Regions from separate parts of the Mus musculus genome. Here region 2 is linked to region 1. The links are chromatin contacts, called in public Hi-C maps. All regions are on one chromosome and are shown on one strand. The core of a region is the stretch at or near the end of the contact, and the rest is flanking DNA. Distances in the headings are between cores, read along the strand shown.

Region 1 (6,965 bases), core at 3,559-6,058:
GTCATATAGGTCTTTCACTTGCTTGGTTAGAGTTAACAGCAAAGTCTTTTATATTACTTATGGCTATTGTGAAGGGTGCTGTTTTGCTAATTTCTTTCACAACTGTTGATCACTTGTATTGAGTGGGGCTACTGATCTTTTTGAATTAATTTCCTATCCAGTCACTTCACTGAGTGTTTTTATCAGTTGTTGGAGTTTCCTCATAGAATTTTTGGGGTCACTTATGTATACTGTCATATCATTTGCAACTAGCAATACTTTGACTTCTTTCTTCCTTTTCCGATCTGTATTCCCTGATCTCCTTTAGCTGTCTTACTGCTCTAGCTCACACTTCAGCTACTGTACTGAAGAGACACGGAGAGAATGGACAGCCTCGTCTTGTCCCTGTTTGTAGTGGAATTGCTTCAAGTTTGTCTCCATTTAATTTGATGTTGGCTAGGTATGTGCCTTGTGTCCCTGTTTTATTCTTACCATGACTGCCCAAAGTGTAAGTTCCCAGCATGGGTTTACTAATGCTTTGTCTGTCTAGAAAAGAATTATTATCTGGGCGAATGTCATTCAGTCCAGTAGTCTAAAAACCAAAAACTATCTAAGAATAAAAACATAAATGTCTAAGCAATCGATTTTTGTTTTTGTTTGATATTTTAAACATATTTAAAGACTATTTTCTACATGATGAGAAACTTTAATCATGGCTCTGGAGTGTTCACTGTAGAAAAGACAACGCTGCTATGTTGAAATTCTTTCTTCATTTGAGTTAACTGCTTGAAAATGAACCCAAATCTAGTTGGTATAAGGGTTAGAGAAATGGATCGTAAGGGTTGGTCCTTAATATTATTCTTTCTTTTCTCCAGTGATTTTCATTTCTTGCCCACATATTTAGTGTTTTTATGTTGCAAATGTACCCATACGAGGTCCTTTAACTCAGATTACAGTTTCAGTGCTAAGGGTCCATCCCAGGGCCTTGCACATGCTAGGCAAGTTTTCTGCTAGTGGTGTACATCCTTAACTCAGGAGTTTACAAATCCTCAACAACATGGAAACCAGGTGTATTTAGTGCTATTTTATACAGTTCTATATATTCTTGGTTTTCAGATTTTCCTATTCTAGAAGTGTACTCTGGTTTTCCTATGGCACTGCAGGCCGTTTCAGAATTTACTGTGTAGCCTTGCCCACTGTACAGTTCTCTCTTCTGAGTCATTGCAAGTCCAATCCAGGGCTTTGTATATACCAGACAAGTGCTGTGTTACAGACCCACATCCACTCTTAACACTTAATTCACTTCCTCTTGCATCTAAAGATTCTGCTACACACCAGCACTTAGCCTCTTGTGTCAATACTCTTCAGAGCATCATGGTATCTGGGATGTGGCTTCCAGTTAGAATGAGCCCATGTCTAGTACTTTAACTAGAACACTTGTCTCCCCTAATTTCCATTCTGGTGTTTCATATTGCTAGGGACCTTCTTATCGTGTTGTTTTACCTGTTTGATTTTGGCACTGTATAGAGCAGGCATTTGCTTTACTCTTGTAACTGTAGTGCCTTTTATCTATATTGGATGTCAGTCTACATTGAACTGGTGCAAATATTAATTGTGGGGTTTGCTTTACTTCTTGTTTAGAATATATTAGCGCTCATAACCATTTATTTAGCATCCAACTTAATTTAGCAAATGTCATTGGGTTGAATCTGTGTTGGTTGGTTTCTGGAACCTGGTGTCTAGTTACCCATAGTGGTCACTACAGTTTACTCATCGGTGAGTTCCCTTTCTGCTGTCCTTTGTGATAACTTAATAGCTTGAACAGGTCACCTTTTTCTTTTTATTGGAAGTAGAGTATTTTCTCGTACAATATACATCCTGATTACAGTTTCCCCTCCCTCTACTCCTTCCACTTCCTTCTTTCCACTCTTCCCATCTGGATCCACCCACCCCATTTCTGTCTTGCATTTGAAAAGAACAGGCTTCTAAAAGGTAGCAACCAAACCTGACAAAATAAAATATAGTAAGATAAAACAAAAGTCATCATATTGAAGTTGAACAAGACAAATGAAGAAAAGGAAAAGAACCCAAACTTTATTTGTTTGTTCCTTTTCTTGAGACAGGATTTCCTCTATGTAGCCTGGGCTGTCCTGGAACTCACTCTGTAGACCAGGCTGGCCCTGAACTCAGATCTGCCTCCCTCTGCCTCCCAAGTGCTGGGCTTAAAGACATGCACTCACTAAACCTAGCTCGTTGTCTCAAGCTCTTTATATCATAGTGTTTCAGAAAAATAAAACAGACATTTCCAGACAGGAAGAATGAAAAATGTGCCCACAGTTAATAATTGAAACTACCAAGGTAGATTGTGATGTAAAAGAATAAAATAAAAATTAAAAGGCAAAGAACCACAACAACTAAAAACTATAATCTCCTAAATGAAGTGTTTTGGCATGGGGGTGTAGCTCAGTGGTAAGTGAGGACTACCTTGCTTAGCATATCTAGATTTAGTCCCCAGCATGTCCCACTCCCAAATACACAAACACTAGTTTTTTTAAATAAGACTTAATCTTGAAGGAATTATCAAGTCACGCTCCATTTGTAAAAATAATACGCAGAGACCCTGGATACCCTTGCTTTAGAATTCCACCCATTCACAGGCTGGACAGGGACTTGTACAGTCTGTTAGTCATGTTCCTGGCCCTGATTTAATGCGGGGTTAGTTTTCAGCATGGGCCTTTAACTAGTACAGAGCTGAACAAAGTCCAGGTTACCACTGCAGATATTGCTGCAGTGAATTTGTGGATGTAATTATTTTTAGACTTCTATGTCTAAGCCATTGGTAAGTACAACATATATGGGGTAGTTAAGACAGTATTAAAAGCTTAGGTACAACTTAGTTCTAATCCTATAGTCTGACTTAATTGAAGGACATTCATGGAAGTCTGATGAAATCAGGCAGGGTGTGTCCATCTCTTGATGTATTATCTAAAAGAAATGAAAGATCGGGGTTATCACCTAGAGTCAGAAGTAAACCATGCAGGTGAAGAGAGGCTCTTGTCTTCCAGGCTGGGCTTGCACCTGACACTTTAGCAATCACCCGTATTCATGAAAATTAGGTCATCTGCTACCTGCAGGTTTACATTCTCCTAATTGCAGCCCTGGGGACAAATCTTTCGGTTTTGATGGGTTTTGGATACAAGTAAACTAACCGTGTCTAGAAGTGCTTCTTGAGAATGGCTTTCCCTTCAAGCCTCTCATCAGCTAACACATGTTCCACGGAGGGCGATTTACCCTGAAGCCCGATGACTCACAAACAGATTTCCAGGCCGTTGTCTTTAACTAAGTAGCAATTACAGATCTGGCATCTGAAATGTAACCAGCAAAATGATCTGATTGTTTTCAAATTTTTAGACATTTATTTCTACTGTTTCATGTATGTGGGTGTTTGGCCCACATGTTACGTCTTTGCAGTACTCTTATACATGGTGCCTGAGGGTGTGGTGAGCCTCCAGGTGGGTGCTGGGAGTGGAACCCAGGTCCTTTGCAACAAAAGTGCTCATAACCACGAAGCCAGCTCCCCGGTCCTAGAGTTACTCTGCCCTTCCTTCTCTGAGACTACTTAAAAAAAAAAAAGTCACCACATCTCATTTTCTGGAAGAGTTAACTGTAAAGGTCCCTACCCTGCCACTGTGCTCTGGGACTGACTGGTGATCTGTCTGCTCATAGTCACCCTTTAGAAGTGAGTGGTGCAGCCAGCCTGAGTGCTATATGAGATGATTCTGTTTGGGACCAGCAGGATTGCTCAGCAGGGAAACAATGCTTGTCGTCAAGCCTGACTTCTTGAGTTCAATTCCTAGGACCCACATGGTAGAAGGAGAGAACTGGCTCTTGTAAGTTGTCCTCTGGGATTTCCACGTGTGTCCCTTGGCACGCCCGTATCCATACATATACAACATATGCATACACATTACATTGTATGCATACACCTCAATAAGTAAATGTAATGAGAAATTAAACATACACTAAAAAATAGAAGCTAGCTCCACCAATCACAATTATGACCTAAAACACACACGAGTTAACTGCTCTGTCTTCCGTTTCCTTATATCTGAAACGCGATGACCATGTCAGTAATCACCAAGAAGTACTTGACAGAGCTAACACATAGGAAAGAGTGGAATTATTTAGTTCTGTTCTGATCTTCCTCTCCCATTCCCTATTACCATAATAGATCAGATGACCTGCCGTCTAATTAGCCCAGCACGGGTCAGGGAGAGTGGAATTCCTGATTTTAACAGTACTCCTTTCTAGAAATTTAAACACCTGAGTCTGGTGATATATTCTTTTCTTTAACTAATTAATTAGTTAATTAATAATGTTTGGTTTGTGCTTTTTTGAGACAAGGTTTCTCTGTGTAGCTCTGGCTATCCAGTCTGTAGACCCGGCTGGCCTCAAACTCAGGTCTACCTGTCTCTTCCTCCTGAGGGCTGAGATTAAAGGCGTGTGCCACCTTCAGCCAGCTAATTGCTTTTTTTGTTAACTGTGCTTATTAGTGTGGTGTGTGTGTGTAAACATATTTGTATATGTGTGTTGGTACATGTGTTCATGGCGCATGAGTGGAGGTCAGAGGACCACCTGGGAGAGTCAGGTCTCTCCTTCCAGCGTCTGGATGCTGGGAACACCCGGCTTGGTGTCAAGCCTGCCGCTACCCATTGCACCTTCACATCGTTTTTCTTCTTAAAGACAGACTGAGGTTGAGCGTGTCTAGCCTGCACATTGCTGACTTAGTTCTGGGGGTTAGTTTTCTCATTCGAAAGAGCGAAAGCATCGGATCTGATCTCTGTAATTATACCAGGAAATGGAAAGAGTGAGCTAGGGAAACCGCAGCACCTGCGTGTGTGCTTGCTCCACTCCTTTTACCCCTCCCCCTTTCTGCTTGTTATTTGCTTGTTCGTGGCTGTCTTTCCTTGGGAATCATTTCTGTGCCTGGGTTATGGAGTTGGGGAGGCTGTTGTGCTGTGTCCAGGGCATTACTCTTTCCCTGCATTCCAGCTGTGTGACTTTAGTGGTGTATAATATTCTCCTAAGTGTTCTGAGAGTTGAAGCCTCTGACTTGGTTTCTTCTCTTAAAATACCTCGCCACTCCCTTTCAGCTTTAACTTTCTGTTCTATCATTTGAATAGTAGACTTGCAGGAAACTCACAGTTATCAAAAATAGTACAGAAGTAAAAACTTAAGTGTCTATTTATAGTCAGACAGCTGGCCAGCTTCTTTCACTGTGTACTAATTTGCCAAAGCAGGAGCCAGCTGCCCACAGTACTTTGATGGTCCCTGTCCACATTTCTTGGACTGGGATCAGACACTGGAGTGTTACAGAGCGCCAAGCGTAACTGTGAAGGAGGACAGTTGAGACCCACTGTGGGGGCTAAGAGCTGACCTTTGCCCTTCCTTGAACTGATGAAGTAAACTCTTAGTAACAGCATTAATATCATTATGCCAACCAGTACACTTTTGTTCTGAGAAATTCAGGTTCCCCAACTTTTACCTCTTTGGACTTCCAAAGCCTTGCAACCCTCCCCGCCCCCCAAGATGGGTTTATGAACGTTCTCCAGGGCTGTGTGGGTACCCAGCACTGGCCAGCAGCAGCAGCCGTGGCAGCAGAAGCAGCATCATTTAAATATTATCATGTTCATCAACACACACTGTAGTCTTTTAAAGATATATTTTCAGGCTGACTTTTTGAGTAGGATCCAAATTTGCAGTAAATAATCAAATAGAATGTTTAAAATGACATTTCACTAATAAAACACAGCTTCTCCAGGATTTCAGCACACACTTGCCCATAATGAATTACATAGTGGGCAGGTAACTGCTTCTCTGAAGTGATATTGTGATGTAGATGCGCAGTCATTCACACACACATTGCTTAGGCTTATTAGAAGCTTTAATATGTTGAAAGTAGGTCATTGCCAATGGGCCTGTGCTTTCTAATAGTCTTAACTGTTTCTCTCCTTAGCTCGATCCGCGCTGGACTCAGCCATTCGTTGTAAGTCTCTCATCTTGGTGTTTTATAAGTACTTTATCCTGTGTGTTCATTGGAAAGCTTTTATCCAACGAGTGTGGGCAGGTTGTGAACAAACCCTGAAGGAGACAAGTTGTGTTGGATGTCCTACTGTCATAGGCTCTTCATTCCCACTGGGCGTTTGCTCTTCACTTGGGTTCTGACCCATGGCGTAAGCACAGACGATGTTTATCGAATAGAGGAGTCTGCTGCCGCTGATACCTGGATGGATGGAAGGACTGAGCTTTCACTGATCCTGGCTTTGGACTAGACAATGCAAAGGAGCCAATTAAAAAGCCTCAGGCACCCTGAAATTTAACTTCCAGAATGATTAAGTAAAATCTGCCTTGCTGAGCAAGATCATATGGCACGATCCATTTCTGTCAGGTTAGCTCATTCCTCACGAGGGTCTGAATAAGGGAGCCTTTTTATATTGGAAGCTTTGCCTTTCTTCTTGTTCTTTTGATACTCTTAGAGAAAAACATTCTGACAGATTTTGAAAGTTTTTATTTATTTATAGTTTATTAAAGAATGTGTGTCTCGCCTTTTTAATTAATTTTTAAAGTATGTGTGGTGTACAGCCTGCATGGATGTATGCTCACCACGTGTGTTCCTGATATTCAACGATGCTGGGAGGGCATCTGATTCTTTGGAACTAGAGTTATAGATGGTTGATTATGTGGCTGCTGGGAGTTTAACCTGTGTCCTCTGGAAAAGCAGCCAGTACTCCTAATCGCTGAACCCCCACCTCTAGCCCCTAACTAGGTATACCTTAATGTCTTATATATGTGATTTCGTGTATATAGTTTGAGATCTAAAATTATCTGAAATCTTAATTAATTTGTTTTCTAAAGAATCTCAAACGTATTTCTCTTCTCCCCAAAGCTACGAAACCTCCGAGGTACAAGTGTGGGATCTCAAAGGC
Region 2 (7,157 bases), core at 2,741-5,240, 48 kb before region 1:
GTAATGAGAATTTTATTGTCAAGTTCTTTGAGAGCTTGGTTTTTATTTTTTGCCTTTTTTTTGATAAAAAGACATTGAGCACTCTCTCCACCTTCCCCTGAGCCTTTCTTCAATTTAAATACTCTATTACTTGCTAATACAATTCACTGTGCTTAATGCTAGTTATTTGAATATTTGAAACCATGATGCTGTCTGTGTCTTTTCCTTGCTTTTCTTACTCTGCTTTTAAAATGTTAGTTGTGATGAAATATAAATTGTGATATAAAGCAACAGGAGTACGGAGTTACTTGGCAGGCTCTGTCCAGTGCTGAGGTGTCCTCCTGAGGAATCACCCTGCCGTAGGCCTACTATTAAAGGAGGTTTATTTTGGGAAGGGAGGGGAGGGGGGCCTGTATAAGAGATAGAGGCAGGCAGAACCAAGAGAGCAGAGAAAGCAGGAATAGAGAAAGAGCGGAGGAGAAGAAGAGAGGCTAGCCAGGGTCAGAGAGAGAGAGTCAGACAGACAGACAAACAGAGACAGACAGAGATAGAGAGGGAGAAGAAGGAAAAGGAAGAAGAGGAAGAAGAAGAAGAAGAAGAAGAAGAAGAAGAAGAAGAAGAAGAAGAAGAAGAAGAAGAAGAAGAAGAAGAAGAAGAAGAAGAAGAAAAAGAAGGGGAGGGAGAAGGGGAGGGAGAGAGGGGGAGAGGGGGAGAGGGGGAGAGGGGGAGAGGGAGAGGGAAAGAGAAAAGGAGAAAGAGCGGAGGAGAAGAAGAGAGGCTAGCCAGGGTCAGAGAGAGAGAGTCAGACAGACAGACAAACAGAGACAGACAGAGATAGAGAGGGAGAAGAAGGAAAAGGAAGAAGAGGAAGAAGAAGAAGAAGAAGAAGAAGAAGAAGAAGAAGAAGAAGAAGAAGAAGAAGAAGAAGAAGAAGAAGAAGAAGAAGAAGAAAAAGAAGGGGAGGGAGAAGGGGAGGGGGAAGTGGAAGCAGAAGAGGAGGAAGGTTGGAGTAGCAAGAAATCCTCTTATATGCTGTTGCATCTGGTTCATACCTTGGCTGCATCACAGGTAGTAATGGTGGCAGGTGATGAGGAAAGCTATTGCTAGGTAGGTGTTGGGCAGAGCCTGGTGGAATTGTCCATAAAGCAATATATATATATATATATATATATATATATATTAAGATGAGGAGACTAAAGTTTAATCAATGTGTATCTATAATATCACATGTGCCCCTGATTTCTTAAGGTTTCTGGATGCTGCTTTTGGATAATAAAATTCAGAACCTCCCTGCCTGACTCTCAGTAGAATACCTGCTATTTTCTTTTACAAAACTTATGAGGGAGTGAGAGAGAAAGAAGCCCATAGGTGAGAAAAAGTGAATGTGAGGCCTACATGGCTGAGTTCTAATTAATCATAAGCTTGCTTGTAAAATCCACTTTCAGTAAATGCCTTGTCTGGGGGTCATACTACCTAGTTTTGAAGGCTCTTCCCTAAGACTAGCTAACATGTCTGTTCTGACAAGAGTCCTTTTTAAAACATGACTTTGCTGGTGTATCTTGACATTTCCTCCTCTCTCTCTCTCTCTCTCTCTCTCTCTCTCTCTCTCTCTCTCTCTCTCTCCCTCCTTCTCCCTCTCCCTCTCCCTCTCCCTCTCCCTCTCCCTCTCCCTCTCTCCTTCCCTCCCTCCCTCCCTCCCTGCCTCCCTCTCTCCTCTCCTTCCTTCTCTCCTACTTGTGGATCAATATATACACTCTCACTGTTCTTGCCTTTTCTCTGCCATCATGGACTCCAACCCTATTAAACAGTAAGTCCAAATTAAACGCCTTCATTTATAAATTGCTTTGGTCATAATATTTTATTACAATAACATAAAAGTAACTAAGACAAAGACCATGTATCAGCTGTCAGCCTGAGGCTCTGTTAGGAGATAATAGAACCCTGAAGAAGTAGGGCATAGTGGGAAGACATCAGGTCATGGGCGGTCTGACATTTAAGAGGATATTGGAATGCTGATGTCCCTCTGACAACCCTGGCCCCTTCACACTCTTCTCTTCTCCCCACCTCCTTCATCCTCTCCCTCTCTCCCTTCAAGTGTCCAAACAACAGTGACATATAACTATGGGCTGGAAGTCACAGAAACTCTGAGCCAAAAGAACTCTTTCCTCCTCATACACAGGGAGAGGGGAGCCCTGCGCGAGTGAAGTTCTGAGTATGCACGGGCAGTCTGTCAAGGACTGAAAGGCAAAGCCAGTACCCATACAGGTCAGGGACAGCAAAGCTTTCCTTGGAAGTCTGAGTGTTATGAATGATTGATCAATGTGTGCAATGGCTAGCAACTGCACCCTCCTCCCCCTCCTCCCAGATGTTACAGCAGGAGACTGCTTACTTGCAGAGGCATCTGGCTGAGACTACCCTACCCATCCCCCTGGGCTCTACCTGAGAAATGGGTTTGAGGATCCTGGTTGCGCCTCTGGAGGACCCCACCTGATCCCAGTTTCATTGTTTGTGTGTCTGCATATCTGTTCTCTCTTCATTTCCTTCAGGCTGCTAGCCAGAGTTGTGAGAGCTAAGCTGTGCCAGATGCAATAATTTCACTATTTTGGGTACTTTATTATGACCAAAAACTAACTCCCTAGCAATGTTTAGATTGTCTTAGAGCCAAATGACTTGGTAAGATTGCTCAAGGATACTATGTACATAAAGAAAATTGTTCAGACCAAAATTCCAAAGCAATTAAACCTTCAGATAGATAAGAAGCTTGGAGCAAGGCAGGGAAGAACTATATTAATCTGGTTCCTGTTGTGGTGATAAGAAAAAGCAAAAAAAAAAAAAAAAAAAAAAAAAAAAAAAAAAAATCCTTAAAAAAGCCGGGCGTGGTGGCACACGGGAGGCAGAGGCAGGTGGATTTCTGAGTTCGAGGCCAGCCTGGTCTACAAAGTGAGTTCCAGGACAGCCAGGGCTAAACAGAGAAACCCTGTCTCAAAAAAAAAAAAAAAAAGAAAGAAAGAAAGAAAAAGAAAAAGCAACTAGATCAATGCAACTAGAGGAAGAAGGCTTACCCATCTTAATTGCAGTCAATTATTGGGGGAAGCCAAAGCAGGAACTGAAGCAGAGCAGGGACCTGGAGGCAGGAACTAAAGCAGAGGCCAAGGTTGAGTGCTGCTGACTGCATTGCGTTCCATGGCTTGCTCAGGCTCCTTTCTCATCCAAACACAGTACCACCCACCTACCTAACCAGAGGTGGCATTGGCCACAGTGGGCTGGGCCACCCACATCAATCTAGGAAATTCCCCACAGTTTTGACTACAGGCCAAACTGATGAAGCTGTTTTCTATAGCTTGTGTCATGGTGAGAAAAAAACAAAAAACAAAAAAAACCAAAACTTCATCAGCACAAGGACCATCCATAAATTGAGAGAAAATGAAGTATCCTGGAAGCTCAAGCCCAAACTCTGAATTAAATATTTACAACTTGTAGAAAAAACAAAACAAAACAAAACAAAACAAAAAAATAAAAAACAAACAAACAAACCAAACCATCCTGGAAGCCAGAGAAGAGAATACAAAACAGAACACGATCAACTCAAGGCAAGCACAGGTCAACACAACAGAGGATAGACAGAGTGGCCAGCACTGAAGGACCACACTGAATAAAGTGTGGCCGCAGAAGCTAGCCTGGAAACCAAACCTCATGCATGGTGAGGAAAGGGAGAGAGGACCAGAGGGTAACGCTTTTGAAGGGAAAGATAGTTCTTAAATAGAGGATACTGGAGAAGATGTGTGTGCCGGTAAACATATCCAGAGGGAAAGAGATGAGTGAGCCAGCATGGCTGAGTAAGTGAATGACCAAGGTTCCTGAGAAGCAAAAACAGAAAGCCACATACAAACCCAGGGCTGAGAAAGACAGCCTTAACAGCAAGGCACAGGCCCTTGAGAAAACGTTAGCATCACTTCTCATTGCAAGACAGGGTTAGGTTCAGAGGTCTGATTCAGTTACTGGAGCGAGGTAGATTATGTGGTATGGAGACTAGAGGAATGACTCACTGCCGGTTTCTGTTTGTGTTGAGTAAAACAATGACCTCATCTCAAATAAAAGTGGAGGATCAGTGGAAAGATAGAGAGAGGAGAGATGGGGGCGGGGGGAGACAGAGACAGAGACAGAGAAAGAGGTTAAGTACAGCAAAGAAGGAAGACAGAAGTGTATACTTGCTGGGTGGCAGAGATAACCCACACAAGACGCAGTTAAGTATATATACTTAACATGATGCCAGCTTCTCCCCATGGTTTTCTGTAGCAAAATAGAGGGGGGATAGAGAAATAGCTCAGCAGTTAAGAGCACTTGCTGCTCCTGCAAAGCACCTTTAGTTTTCAATACTGACTCAGCAATTCACAACTGGCTCTAACCGTAACTCCAGGGGATCTGGTGCCTTCTTCTGGCTTCTGTGGGCACCAGGCATACATGTGATGCACATACATGCATATATATATATATATATATATACATATATATATATATATACATGTGATGCACATACATGCATATATATATATGTGTGTATATATATATATATATAGTATATGATGCATGTGTGTGTACTCATATACACACACAAACACATGCAGGCAAACACTCATATGCTTAAAACCAAAATAAATACATCTCTGAAAAAAAAATGAGATATTCAGACAGAAAGGGATGGAACAGGAACCAGTACACAGGAGTTTAGGGGAGGCGTTTTAGATGATTTGAACAGAAGTATAAGAAGTGAGGGTAGTTTCCCAGCATTCTACCTAAAGAAGACAGTAGAGCAAAGTTCTTAAGTGTGAGCCTAATTTCTCTGCTCAGTGTAGCTAGCGTGATTCTGAGAAACCAATAGAACCCATATTTATTGTCCTGAAGGTGAGGATAAATGAAAATAATGTTACATATACAGAAACTTGATTTAGAGCTAGAGTAGTGCTCAGAACCAATTCAGGAGCAACATACATTCTTATACACGAACAACAACTTAGAGGAGCCAGATGAGTCTGCAACATCATGAGATGGAGAGCAGAAGAGCCGACCCTTGAACTCCTGTCATGGAGTCCTCAGCTACACTATACTAGCTTTCTTTCTACTTTCCTTCCTTTTTTTTTTTCTTTTTGGTTTTTCAAGTCAGGGTTTCTCTCTGTAGTTTTGGCTGTCCTCTGTAGACCAGGTTGGCCTTGAACTCATAGAAATCTGCCTGCCAATGCCTCTCGAGTGCTGGGATTAAAGGGTGCACGCCATTGCTGCCAGCTTCTTTTATTTTCTTCTTCATCTTTCCTCTTCATTCTTCTCATTCTCTCCACCCCCCTACACTCCTCCTCCTTCTCTTCTTCCAGGCAGGGTTGCTGCCTGTATGTCCTATGTAGGCATAAACTTTTTGCAACCTACTTTTAATAACGGGTTAACCTCTCCTCTAGCCCACTACCCAGCAAAGGTGGTGGATGAGAAAAGTTATTAGGATATGGAAGAAGTGGACCTGTGGAGCAGAAATGGCGGGGCTGCCTCTATGTAAATGCTGGGGCCCACACGGCCACAAAAGCATCTCCTTCAGGAGGACCTAATGGAGGACTCACTGAGAGACCAAGGATTGCTGGTGCAAATGATGCTAGCCAATCAGGAACTGCTGTTTAAAAGAGATGCTTTCTTGGACCAATGGGAGCGTGGGTGGAGGGTATTAAAGACAGTTTCAGCAGTGCTCAGATGAGCTTGCTGCAGCGTTTCTCACCTGATCCTGAAGTCTGTGTCATTGACTCTGCACTAAATCACCTCCAATCCCCCAAAGGCAGGTAGGGTTTGTGTGTGTGTGGAAGCGGGTAGGGAGGACCTGTCCACGGTACAGGCAACAGACCTGCTCAGCCATAGTTCTTTGGGGTTGAGCTCCATCTTCTTTCTCAGCAGTTCAGTGCAGTAGCAAAACACCAAATAGGACTTAGCAGCTGCAGACCAGTTCTCTAGGCAGGCAGACAACAGGCACGAACCAGCAGCTACAGTCCAGTCCTTTCAGGCATAAATGGGCAAATGTAGTTCAATCTGAAGAAACAGCAGCCAACCAGCCTTAGGTAAGGCTGTAGAAATGGCAAGCTACCACAGGGACCTCAGAAGAAGTTCTTGGGTGAGTTTCTTTCTTTCTTCTTTCTTTCTTTCTTTCTTTCTTTCTTTCTTTCTTTCTTTTTTATTTCTTTTTTTATTTTTTGTGTAGCCCTGGCTGTCCTGGAACTCACTCTGTAGACCAGGCTGTCCTCGAACTCAGAAATCCACCTGCCTCTGCCTCCCAAGTGCTGGGATTAAAGGCATGCGCCACCACACCCCGCCTTGGGTGAGTTTCTTCTCTCAATGTCGCCATTATCAGAGTTATCACAAGTTAAGCGCAACAACACTATGTAAGGTGAACCAATAAATGCACGTCTTTAGCAAGGAATAGCAAATCGGAGCAAACCAAACTAAGGCTCAGTGCTCATCTCCCACTGTCTGTGCGGTCATATTTATACTCCTTCATCGAGTGTCCTTTCATGTGTTTGCTATATCCAAACATCCTTTCACCTGTGTCTGCCTCAGGAAAACAGTGTGTCATGTGTTTGTCTCACCTGTGTGGCCCAGCAAAACATGATTTGATATAACTAAATTTCCAAAGATCTAGAAGTTTCCACTACGGTCCTAGAACTCACTTTGTAGACCAGGCTGGCCTTAAACTCACAGAAATCAGCTTGTTTCTCTGCAGTCTGAGTGCTGACATTAACCAACCGTGTGTTCGGCCATGCCCAGGTACTATACTATTTTTCTCAGAGGAAAGTTCACAGCATCCCATAACAGAAGTGGGCAAGTTGCCATGTTAAGACAATATTCTGCAATTAAAATGACTCAGCTCATTAGTTTCCCCACACTGAACACCAAAAATATTCTGTTCTCATAATAAAGAGAATGTTAAGTGTTAACTATCTAACCGTTCTGCTGGTCAGTTGATTTTCTACACTGTGGGCTCATCAGTCAGAAGCAATGAACAGTGGACAAGAAGCTTGCCTAGGAAAGCTGTGTTAGTAACAGACTCTGAAGGGAAACTGAACAACCAAGTCTAAAAAAAAAAGGACATCAATCCAGATGGTTCCCTGGATCTCAATAACAGCAACTCTCAAAGGATGTACCCAGGTTGA

What was found. Hi-C and Micro-C count contacts between places; a contact is called where the count stands out from the background.
Region 2: a contact with region 1 is called in a Hi-C map of Th1 cells, with 1.9 times the contacts expected there. The contact joins two enhancer-like sites. A contact is called at or near these places in 1 of 39 promoter capture datasets (liver), 7 of 484 Hi-C or Micro-C datasets (the 63-12 cell line, B cells, CD4 T cells and 3 more), 4 of 115 datasets of contacts at active chromatin or transcription factors (embryonic stem cells, extraembryonic endoderm stem cells, large pre-B cells and 1 more) and 2 of 9 other capture datasets (adipose tissue and liver).

Annotation. Positions count from the first base shown.
Region 1 is chr6:22,328,639-22,335,603 of GRCm38.p6, reverse strand. It overlaps Fam3c (family with sequence similarity 3, member C), which reads left to right. Exons shown (of 10, transcript NM_138587.4): 4 at 5,996-6,025; 5 at 6,926-6,965. Among named protein-coding and RNA genes, the nearest start is that of Fam3c, 24 kb to the left of the region's middle. Within about 2 kb of position 4,808, at least 62 of the 459 cell types and tissues checked have an H3K27ac peak or open chromatin away from gene starts, as enhancers often do. A contact at or near this core is called in Th1 cells, where this site is marked.
Region 2 is chr6:22,375,529-22,382,685 of GRCm38.p6, reverse strand. No RefSeq gene overlaps it. Among named protein-coding and RNA genes, the nearest start is that of Gm38773, 13 kb to the left of the region's middle. Within about 2 kb of position 3,990, at least 56 of the 459 cell types and tissues checked have an H3K27ac peak or open chromatin away from gene starts, as enhancers often do. A contact at or near this core is called in Th1 cells, where this site is marked.